2 separate regions of the Mus musculus genome follow, and region 2 is linked to region 1. A link is a contact called in public Hi-C data. All regions are on one chromosome and are shown on one strand. The core of a region is the stretch at or near the end of the contact, and the rest is flanking DNA. Distances in the headings are between cores, read along the strand shown.

Region 1 (5,985 bases), core at 2,016-4,515:
TTCATACTTTCAATATATAACAACATAAAGTAAATATTCTTACTCCAAAAAAAGAAAACCTGGGTCATAGATAAGACTTTAAAAAAAAAACAAAAAAACAAAAACAAAAACAAAAAACCTCCAAATCCAGCAGAACAAATCTTGCAACTTCCTGCCCAGTATCTGGAGCTTGTAATGTAGTCAACTGGGTTCAAAAGTAGTTGGGTAACCGTACTGTCCAGCACGCCTACTGCCCAGCACGCCGCCTGGCACAGCTCTCCCTCTGATTCGCACTACTCCTCACATACAGGTCTCCTAGGCCAATGACCCACAGCTCTGACATCTCCAATATTCTGGGGTCTGCAACTGAAGGTTTCACCTTCACAACCTCACCCAGCAGTTCCTCCGGGCTCTCTGTGGGGACCCAACCCTTCCACACAGTATCTGGCCTCTGCTGCTCTCCTGACTGAACCCGCTCAATCTTGCATTTTTCACGTGTTCAGAACCAGTTCCATACGTGTAACACAACACTGTCAACTTCTGCTGCCAGCTCAAAATGTAGCCTGGCCTGCTTAGACCACAGCTATATCAATTTCTGTGTGCTGACCCTAGGGAAATACTTTTGGGGAAGTGGGGCAATGGAATCCTTTAACTTAGGCTTTTTTCCTTGAAAGAATTTTGAATCTTTTTTACACAGTAGATCCTCTGATGAATGAGGTTTTGCTCTCGGGGCACCTCTCCCATTCTTCCAATGCAGCTCCGGAAACTCCTCCACAACGGTGCTGATCTCTCTCCTTAATTACAGCAGCTTCTTCAGCACCATCTTGAATATCATCCTGCTAAACAAATCAGCCCGTCGTCTCTCAATTCAGCTTCTCTGGGTCACAGGAAGCAGGTAGAATGAAAGCAGATGCTTGACAGAAATATCCAATAGAAGGTGCCCAGCTCAGTTCCTGAAAGAGTCCTTAATTCCCTCTGAAACCTCGTGAGCCAGGCCCTTGCTGCCCACATGTCTCTCAGCAGTCTTTTTCTTCTTTGAGCAGCCCAGGGAGCTCTGTTTCCAGGATTTAAAGACTTATCTACCCAGTGTACAAAATTCTTCCTCATTCCTCCTCCAACACAGTTCCAAAGGTTTCAAAACCACACAGGTTTATCATAGAAGTGATCCCATGTCTTGGTACCAATTTCTGCCTTCACTTTGTGGCTGTGGTAAAATGCCCTGACCAGAGTAACTTAGAGGTGGAATGGCTAACTTCAGCTCACAGCTCCAAGCTGCAGTCCATTATGCCCAGGAAGTAGCTGGCGGGCACCTGGTGGAGTTGATCATACGCACAAGATAAAAAACTATATGTAATGGCCTTTCAAATTATATGATGTATTAAATGGTCTTTCAAACTCAAGTCCATGATTTTTATGTTCATTTTTAAAATTTTGGGGTGCGCATGTATGTCTGTATCTACACACGTCCACGCTAAGCAGTGAAGATTACAGGAGTTGGTTTTCTCTTCCTACCCTCAGGGCTTCCACAGACAAACTCAATCATCAGGCTTAGTGGCAAATGCCCTTACCCACTGAACTCTCTCACTAGCCCAACTTTGTCTGGTGCTAGGAGACTCCTTTATACTGCTCGGTGATGGTTCTATCTGCTCCCTTTACTGAGTGTTCTCCTTCAGGGCTGTCTAGTATGCGTGTTTGTTCTCACGCCCTGCTGCAATTTTCTCTTTTGACATTTTAGTCATAAGATCAGGAGTCTGGTTCCCAGCATCCCAACACCCATGTCAAGCAGTCTACTGGCCTCCATGGGCAACTGCACTCAGGTTCTCATATAGTACACTCAAGACACATAGACATAATTAAGAATTAAATAAATATATGTTTTTTAAGAAAAAGGTTTTAAAATGAAAAATAGGAACTAGAAATGTTCTGGAGTTTTCCGCTCCTTATTCACAGAAGGTTTCAGAGAATTGTCTATGACACATGGTGTTCTCCATGTGAGGCCTTGTAGGAAAAGGCTTATTTTTGTCCTATCATTGAGTTTGTCCGTAGTTTGCCACTAGACAAACATTTCAGCCACAAGATGAGGATCCGAGGGAAAGTTTCTCTAAATGTGTGGTTGGGTTGTCCCAGCAGCACACCACATATGAAGGCAGCTCTAGTAGGATCCTTCTTATGGGGCTAGGGTCAGGGCCTGCTCTTTCTCAGGCTCCTCCTGAGTGCTTGGGAATCCCACACTTCCAGGAAGTGACTGTCCATTCTCTGCCAGGCTGGTGGGGTCCAGATGTGCTCTCTGTGGTCTCCTGGCTAGCAGCCTCTTTGCTCAGGAGCATCTTCTCCAGGAATCTCCCTGGGGATCTCTCCTTCCTTAACCAAATGGTCTCTCCTTGGTCCAGGTTGGCTCTTCAGTCCACACTGTCCTCTGTGCAGTGCGGACAGCATGCCCTGTGTTTGCCACCCGTGTGTGCTATGGTGGCCCCCACTCCACCCTTGAATCTTTGCTGCCTTCTCACTTTTTTGGTCCCTGCCAGGGAATGCAGGTAAAGAAGGATAGATGTGGTAACTGTGGGGGGTGTGGGGGAGACTACCAACCTAGCTGAGAAGAAGGGAACAAGGATCAAGGGAGGGGAGGGGACAGGAGACAAGACTGGGCTGTGATCCCCACACATAGGAGAGGTCACAGTTGTTCCTAGGCCCTAAAAGCCACTGATACCCCCACCCACCCACCCTAGAGGCGACTTGGCCTAGTTCTTCTAAAAGCTGCTGATCTCTAGAAGCCTAGGGAGAGGAGGCTCCAGCCTTGTCCCCTGGGGGGCAGGCTCCCAGTTTCCAGTCCCCCGAGGCTGTACTCCCCAAACTCAGAGTGGAGTAGGCAGAAGTTATCAGGCTCTTTGGCAACACCTTCTGGCCAGATCCAGAACTCCACCCACCACCTCGTGCTTCCTGGGGTCACTAGAGTCTGGACGGGTACTGCTCCTCAGCCTTGCTCCCCAAATCTATAACCGTGGTTCCTTCTTATAGGGAGGACTCGCTAATGCAAGCCTTGAGGAACACTCTTCTCCTGTCCTCCCAGGCTCAGAAGCTGTGAAGGCAAAGCCGGGTACTTTCCATATCACAGGGACAATAACATTTCTTTGAGACATTCACTGACATCCAGAGACCAAGCAGACAAATATGTACTTCCCCGGCGCTTTCCCGCTTTGCCTTTGTTTTCTAAAGAAGCCCTTGTTGTGTGTGACTGATGGGAGGCAGTGCGTGGGAACGCCTGTAAATCTGCAGGAAGGGAGCTGGGAGGGCAGCAGCATTCTTTATCCCCGCTCCCCATCGATCGCCTCTAATGAGCACCAGTACAGCTGAGGCTAATGGTTCTGCGTCTGGTGTTAAGGGCAAACGTGGGAGAAGATTTTCAACCCAAGGGGCTTAACAGTTGCTGGACGGCCTGGAGCCCTCGGGGCGAGGACGCACTTGAGAGGTCACTGAAGCAAATGAGGGGAAGATTTGGTGCCTCTGGAAGAAACATGCAGGAATGGGTTTGGGTCTTCTCCCCTCCCCCTAGCCCCCCCTCCTGCCCCAGTCCCCAACAGAGACTACAGGCATCAACAAAACCCTCACCTTCTCTTGCTAGTTATTAGTCCCTGACCCCAGCCCCATAAGAAGGCTCCTACTAGAGCTGCCTTATCCTAATTATGACTCATCAGATGGCAGCAATCCTACCCAATTACTGGGGCTTAAGCCAGGGGCACTTCACAGACTGAGGTCCAAGCCCTGGGTGAGCCAGGGAAGGACAGACAGCTCCTGCTCCAATGCCTTTGACCCTGCTCTGTTCCTTACCTGGGGGTCCGGGCTGCCATTTGTTATACTTGATATTTCTTCCTCTGTGTTGCCTGATGCCCCCGACCTCGAAGATCTGAGAGGGGCTAGATGAGTGGCCATAAGAGGGACAGAGGCCAGTGACCTTCAAGGGACAACTAACTGGAAGATCCTATAGAATGCTTGCAGTCACATGTTAGCATAGACAGGGGGCCACAGGTATTAGACAAGATGAAAAACCAAGGCTGCCAAATGCCTTCCGGGCTCAGGCTCTCCACACACCCTGAACTTTAATAGCATAATGGAGTCATTGCAGTTGAGAAAAGAACCCTGAGCCAGAAGGGAGAGAGGGTGTGCTGAGGGTGGGGGATGAGACAGCAACAGGGGCAGGGGAGGGGGGATATGGTGGGAAACACATCCTCTGCTCTGCAAAATTGCCCAAACCACTATTTATTTTAATGTTGTAAACAAGCAATTTGAATAGTACCCTAGTTCCATAATAAGTAATGTGGTAATGTGATATCCTGAGGTTACAACAAATTATTTATTAGGGTTTTTTTTTTATTTTAAGGCAGCATCTTTATAGCTAGGAGATTTCCATGGAATTCAATCACTAAAAATGTGGGTACAGATATGGCCCCTACATTAGGAGCACTACCCCTGACACATAGATTTCTATAAAGCTGCTATACAGCTGCAGAAGGGTCTTCAAAAATAGTTACCCAACAAAGACCACACTCTCCCAACCCACCCTGTGAGTGTGTATGTGTATGCACACGTGTGCACACATGTACACACACACACACACACACACACACATGAACTGGGCAGAAGAAAAAAAAGAAAGAACCCCAAGTCCAGAGCTGGCCTTCCCAGAAGCCTCTGAGTTGAAGGCTGTGCACCTGAAAAAGTATGGCTTGGCCACGTTTAGTGACACTGAGTAGGGTGGCAGAAAAAGCAGGAGGTTTGAAATCAGTAAGTTAGCTAATTGACAACCCAATCATTCATGTCCTCGGCTTTCTTTTCTGTAAATAGCATGTGGAGACTAGAGGAACCCTTAAGAAAAAGGAAGGAAAAAAGAATATCTCTATGGTTAGAGTCCAGAAGTGTTTGCTTCGGCATTTCTGGGACCGGGTCTGGAGGGTGTCAAGTTTAATGAAGGCTGGGATCAACTTTCTCAGGTCAAAGATCAAGAATTGCAGTAGCTTTTTGTACCAGGGAAGCATCAAAGATAGGGGCTGTGGTGGCCACCATGAAGGAGGAGGAACTCAGTACTTGTGTATTCCTGGGGAGCTTCCCCCAGAGTTAGATAAGAAACCCCTTTTGTAGCCCAGTGTCAGGTATAACCAGACACACAGACATAGAAGCACAAATCACAACTGCAGAAGTTTCAATAAAGTCAAAAGACCACTGCAGGCCAGCTGTGAGTAGGACCCCAGGAAGAGGCACAAACCCAGTTGCTGGTACTCAGGAAAGGAGTCCTGGGTGCCAAGTGAAGGTAGAGCAAGGGCTGCAGGCACTGGCCAGAGCAGAGTTCACCCTACAGCAGGCAGTAAAGAGGGTGCAGAATGGGAAACAAGAAAGACACCGAGCAGGCTATTTAAGGGTGATGTTAGATGATGCATAGAAGACCCTCTCAAATGCGTTAGCAAAAGTTGCAGGCCCATGATATTAGAGGGATAGAGACATGCAATGTATGTGTGAGTTGTGTGCGCTTGGTTTCTGAGCACTCTGTAATGAGCATGCCTGAACATTAAGAGGAGAGACACAGAGCATTCACAAACACGACACCGGTAAGTTGTGAATGGCCTGGTCTAGCTGGGTAGAAGCTGCATTGGAAGGATGTCCCGGCCACAGCCAGAGTCAGAGGAAAGAGACCCAGAGAGGCAAGTAGGAAATCCTAATACAACCATGGCACTCTCCCAGGGGCTCAGGAAGCACCACACAGGAGGTCCTGAACCTTGTCCATCCACCAAGCCAGCTAACTTCAACATCACCGGCTTTGCCTCTGTTCCCCAGAACTACCTACCCTAAGAGATTTGCAGTCTCCCTCACATTGCTGCTAATGGCAGAGATGCAAAGCATGGTGGGAAATGAATCTGGTAGGATATATGCAGCTGAAAGGCTAAGAGAAGCAGAAGGAATGGGTCAAGGTCAGGAGTCTCTCCAAGCACCTCACCCTGAGATGGGACTAGGAGCCAG
Region 2 (5,985 bases), core at 2,165-4,664, 330 kb before region 1:
ATGTAGAAGCTATGAGAGCCTCTGGGGATGCATGGCAGGGAATGACCACACCAGCTTCCTCTTAGAAACCGTAGAGCCTGCCAGATGCACACATCTGAGACTAGCATTTGCGACAGAGTGGGGCTCAGTCCAACCTGAGCTACTGAGTGGCACCTGGTCTCAAACAAATAAGCAAGCAAGCCATCAAACAAAAGCTAGAAACAATACAGTATGAAACAAAACAATAACACAACAAAAACAGAGACTAGTAATGTTAGTGCCCTGGCTGCCTCAGCTAAGGTTGAGAGGTGTTGGCAAGATGGTAACAAGAAACTGGCTGAAGATGGTAGCTGAGACTCAAACTTGACCCTGGCAGCGGTAACTACCCTGTGGACCTTTGAAGGAAACTTCTGGAAACCTCACTTCTAGAAGACACGCACGCTACTCCTTGGATTCTGAGTACAGTGTTTTGTCCTTTTCTGAGATAAAGCAGGGATTGCTTCTCCCAAGTCCTTCCTGTCAGAAGCCAGGGAAGGCAGGATTACTTCCCTGTGCAGCATTACAGTCCCTGTTGGCCTGTGCAGCATTACTGGGCCTGTCTGGAGGTTCCATAGCAGATAGGTGCTCAGTTCCCACAGTACACTTGGCTATCTGCCACCCACCCTCAGCCTGGGATGCCACTGACCCAGCCAAGGGCATTATGGTCACATGGGCCTCTAGAAGGAGATACTACAAGGCTCTTCCTAGCCATAAATTTCACAGAATGATATAGTTCCTAAACTAGCCTTGGCTCAGCCACTGCCTACCAAATAAGGTCACTATGCCTAGGTCACTTACCCCATCCTGCAACACCCTTCCTTTCTGGTTTCCCCCGCGTCTGAGTCCCATGGAGTTTTGTATTGTTGAAGCTGAGCTACTGGCTGGTCTCTTAAACATACTCCCACCCCATGCTTTGGTCCTAACTGCCCAGATCATCACTCATCCTACAAAGCTTGGGCTGAAGCCATCCCTGAGCCTGAGTGCCTAGCACTAGCAGTAGGACCAATATTCACATTGCACCAATGGCTAGATGGAAACTATACATCAGCAGGTGTTCAGGATAGACTGTCCCCAAGTGGCCAGATGTTCAACATTATGGAGAGAAATGGGAGTAACCCCAGAAGAGAGTTCACAGTATCCAGGACCACTGGGTAGCTGGGAAGAAACAACTCCAGACTGAGGGAGCCCTGTGATGAGAAGCCTACAGAACCTAGAAGATGATCAGGTGGCCAGTTTAGTGAGTGGCCCTGAGAACTCCATCTGCCCATAAATGAATGCCAGTGGGGTTGCTGCTGCCTCCTGCCTGCTGACACTGATTGCGCCCAAGGCAAGGGATAGCCACTGAGTACGAGTGGCCAGCAGCCTAGGTCTATTGAGCCCTTGAAATGGGAGATACTGTATCTGGGTATGATCAGATTCAAACCCTGCAGAATCTTTTCCTAGCCCTGGCGACGGCGTGGTTACAGCTCTTGTTTTAGGACTAGGAAAACATAAGAAGCACTTCCCTAGGTCAAAAGGGTTTCCTCTTGGTTGGTTTGTTTGTTTGTTATTGGGTTTTGGTTTTGGTTTAGTATGACCTCACACATACTAGACAAGCCTCTACTACCGAGCTTTCCTGCTACTGCAAACATGAAACCAAGGGCCATGTTCTAAGCTCCAAATATTCCTTCTGGAGACATTTCTGAATTTCCTGTTTCTGAAAAGAAAGAAAAGTATCCAACAACCAGGGAATGAAGGTTCTCGTGAGCAAAGCATTCAGGTGCCAGCTGATCCAGGAGGTGGTGACCTCCTGGATGACCTCACACATACTAGACAAGCCTCTACTACCGAGCTCTGTGTCTCTCCTCAGGATTCGGCAGAACCTGATGACTGTCCCTATAAGCCTAAGTCCGGTTCTCCTGTGAAACAGAAAGACCACAACCCAGGCCCCACTGGCAGCAGCAGCACTCTCAGACATCCCCTTGGCAAGCCTTAGGCACTACTGTATTGGAGGCAGCAGGAACCTATGTGTGCAAGGTAGCATGCCTACTGTGGATGGGACATATGCTTCCGAGTATGAGGAAGGAGTGCCCGCTGTGGATATGAGGAATAGCCCTTTACTGTGTGCAAGGCACTGAGCCTGCTGGAAGGCATGCACATTCACTGGGAATGACTAATAAGCACTCACTGTGTGTGAGGCACAGTGCCTACTGTGTGCAGGGAAGCATGTCTCCTGTGAATGAAGCTCTAGGCCCAGGATCAGGGCATAAAATGCATGGTAAATGGCTGCAGTTGGCATTCAGAGATCTCTCATCACCTCCTGGATCAGCTGGCACCTGCTGCTTAGAACATGGCCCTTGGTTTCATGTTTGCAGTAGCAGGAAAGCCCGAGAACAGCATAGGGCAATGGGAAGTCTCTCTGCAGTCTTGCCACAGCATGGTGAGCAGAGCAAAGCAGAGAAAGGGCTTCTCAGCCTGCCCCTGCTAGACTTGAGTTCTCAATCCCTTGTCCTAAATTAACAGGTTTCAAAGAGATGGCCTCTATGCTGTTTCTTCCCTAATGACCATTCTTTCTTTCTTCTCCCTTTCCTCTTTGGGATATCCTGGACTGTAGGCAGCAAGGTCCCCCTCAAGGTCCTCCAGAGTGACTTCTATTGGTCTTGTATTCGGAGTATGGGAGGAGCCCTGTAGGTGAGGCCAAGTGGGCAGGAGGAAGGCTATGCAGAGCAATGACTCCAAAGGCATCTCTGTTGGCAATTTCCACCAAGTTCATGGTTCCAGTCAGAGGGAAGCAATAAGACCTTCGGCTTTGTTTTCAGTATGTGCCCAGGAGAATTAGGAAGCAAAGGCAGGGGTGGAGCCACAGCTGGAAGGGAAGGGCAAAAGTCATTCAGGCATTTGGGAAAGTGTCACTTTAAAATATGAGGGGACCCCCTCAGGCTTCCAGGCAGGGCCAGCCCCCTGCTGATGTGGAAAGGGGCTGCTGGAAAAGAAAACCCACAAGTAGCGGGAATAAGACTCCGCCAGCCCAAAGAGCCTCATTTGTTTTGTTTTAAGAAAGGGAAGAAAGAGAACTGCTACTCTAAGGCTCCCGCACCCCTGCACACACCAACACACAGGAAGATCATGCATTTGTTGGTGTATGTGAACACACACAGAATTCACCTTCATGCTTAGACATGACACTGGCCCTGTTGCCCTAGAAATATGGAACCAGCAAGTGTGTGATTCTGAGTCTCAGTCAAAAACTGGCTCCCGCTAGGGTCGAATGATCAAATTTCATAAGCTGACTTGGACCAAAGTCATGTGTGTGGCTCTTATAGCCCAAAATTGTTCTTTTTTTCCCCCTCTAATATCTACCAAACAGAACAATGAGGGCCTTTGAAATTCCCCAGAGACCTACTATTAAAACCACAATTTACAACTGCACCATACCATCTAATGTGTTAACCAGGTGTTCGGTGTTATTGTTTGAAACTCTACCTTGGTTTAAATCAAATGAAGAAAAGCCAAAAGTCCAATTAAAACCCACATTGCCTCTTTATCGAGGGGAGGTGAAAGACATTCATTACAGAGTTAATGGCAGAAGTCTCATAAAATGCTAGGCCATCCCTTTTTCTTCCAAGTTCTGAGTTCTTGCTTTAGAGTCTCACAGCTCGCTGGCATTTCCTGTTCTTAACGGGGAATTTGGGGAGGGGGGCACTAAAATAAACCTAAGAATTTCTGGCTTAATTGTTGTAGCATGTAGGACACTCTGGCAGAATTTGACAATTGAATGTTGTCACGGGGTATTAAGATCCTGCAGTGGGCCCATTTAGGCGATTATTTCATAGGCTGTCCCTTTAATACCTTCCAGGCTCTGCCTGCATCCTCCCTGCCAACATGTGTCCATTGTATTTAATACATCAATGACAACAAATTTATGTTGCTAAGCTCAGAGAGAGAGAGAGAGAGAGAGAGAGAGAGAGAGAGAGAGAGAGAGAGAGAGAGAGAGAGATGGGGGGGTGGAGAAGCAAATCCCACCAAAAGCCTCCCTGGATGGCCCTTGCAGACACTGACCAAGCAACGTGGAATTCTGCTGTCTTCACGAGGAGGTAATGACTTCCAGACTTAAAGTGCCTGTCTTTGTCTTTGGTCATTTTTCACATTCCAGCTTGATCCCAAACTGCCATGTTCCTTTGTGCCTGTGATTTTCTACTTAGATGTCATGGCCACCTCCCCTCCTGTCATTGCATCTTCTCTGAGCCTTGATTCTGACTTTTCCTGCTGTTCCCCACACATGCTCCTCGCTCATTGGCAGCCATGCCTGCATCGCCTGGAAGTGTCTCGCCCAGTTCCCGTCGACTCTTCTTTTTATAAAGGACTGAGAACAGACAACAGGATTTTTTTTTCCTGGCCTCCTGGCTGCTGTACTGAAATAAATAAGATAATCTGATAAATCAGATCCATTTTTCTCTTTTCATAGACTTTGTGAAGCTGGGGGGGGGGGGGAGTCAGTTACACCACATCTGTTCCCTTTTACGCCTTATTTAAGAAAATAACTCTTGCCAGATTTTTACCCACCCATAATAATTACACCATTTTTACAGATGTGGTTTTTAACAGCTTCATTCTGGCCCTGAAACTTTTATACAATTTGCAATGAATTTGCTTCTTGGCTTGCACTTTGTTATTAGCTGGCAATAAAGAGAGGGAGGTCAAGGCGTCTGTTGCCAGAACTGCACCTTTGATGGGTGTTTCCCTAAGCCAAACTCCGAGAGCAGAAGTGGCCACTGCCGTCCCCTCCACTCTGTCAGCCTGAGAAGATGCACTCCAGAGCTGTCACTTGAGCGCTGCTCTTGGCGGCTCTCTCCCCTCATTGCCTTACTTTATCTCTTTCACTCCCTTTCTGAGCCCTAGCCCAGAGTCGGACTGTTCAGAGTCTTTGGATGCTGCCCAAGAAACAGGGATTGCCTTTTCATGATACCCAGTCTGAAGTTGAAGGCCCAAGTGAATGCTTCCCAGCGCTCGTGGCCTGACATTGACTTTAAGAGGACAAGTAGGCCATATGAATAGTGTTGGTTTGTGCCCTCACACTATGTACCAAGTGAGTCACATACAAAACCAACTAAGGATTGAGTTCAAACAAACAAACAAACAAACAAACAAACAAAATGCACACTGCAGGGGGATTCTGAGAGCAGTTTGGGAATGCTTCACAATGCTGGGATGTTAGCTGGAGTCCATACCCAAGAAAGATAGCAGACAGAGTATCACGACACAAGACAAGGAGCTTGTCAAACCATTGAGTTGTTCCATGGTCTGGTAAAACTTGGATGGTGAATATGATTGTCCCGATGACAGAAAGGTCCATGGCAGAACAGAAATGCTCAGCCTTTAAGTATCACAGGCTGGCCATATTGGTGCTTAGTCCATTCTCTTGTCTTCCCTGAGTACTGTATATTCTGAGAGATTCCAGCCAGAAGAAGTTGCAGAGCATCTGCAGCCACACAAGCAGAGGTAGAAAAGCTCAGAGTGCCTGCCAAGTGTGTGTGATGGGCCCCAGCTTCCTGAGAGCCACTGAAAGACAAGGTCCAGTACAAGCAAGCAAGACCAATAGACCATGGGCAGGAAAAGCGACACAGACACATGGCACCTGGACCAGCACAAGTCCCCTCTCCCCAGTCACAGGACGGTGAAGCCTGGACAGCTGACTATCGTCCCCAAGGATCCTCGATGGCCACAAAGTGGCCTGGTTTTCCCATTTCCACTGGATTACATTCATGTTTTCTTCTCTCTGTCTTGCACTGTATCAGCACAAGTATGAAAATTATTTGTTTTCTTGTGCGTGCTTGTGTGTATGCGATTCCTGCTAAAACAGAACAAAAGCAAGCAAACAAAGCTCACTGTAGAACCAGACTGTCCTGAGCTGGGGAAGATGGAGAGGAAGTGGTTTGTTGCCCCAGAGATGGGATGGGGGCAGAAGTTAACTTAACTCCCTTTCACGCA

Evidence for each region. Hi-C and Micro-C count contacts between places; a contact is called where the count stands out from the background.
Region 2: a Hi-C map of nephron progenitors shows a contact between it and region 1, with 2.3 times the contacts expected there. The contact joins two enhancer-like sites. A contact is called at or near these places in 1 of 484 Hi-C or Micro-C datasets (nephron progenitors) and 1 of 115 datasets of contacts at active chromatin or transcription factors (embryonic midbrain).

Annotation. Positions count from the first base shown.
Region 1 is chr7:135,886,426-135,892,410 of GRCm38.p6, reverse strand. No RefSeq gene overlaps it. Among named protein-coding and RNA genes, the nearest start is that of 6330420H09Rik, 35 kb to the right of the region's middle. Within about 2 kb of position 3,265, at least 34 of the 459 cell types and tissues checked have an H3K27ac peak or open chromatin away from gene starts, as enhancers often do. A contact at or near this core is called in nephron progenitors, where this site is marked.
Region 2 is chr7:136,211,585-136,217,569 of GRCm38.p6, reverse strand. No RefSeq gene overlaps it. Among named protein-coding and RNA genes, the nearest start is that of Gm36737, 33 kb to the right of the region's middle. Within about 2 kb of position 3,414, at least 20 of the 459 cell types and tissues checked have an H3K27ac peak or open chromatin away from gene starts, as enhancers often do. A contact at or near this core is called in nephron progenitors, where this site is marked.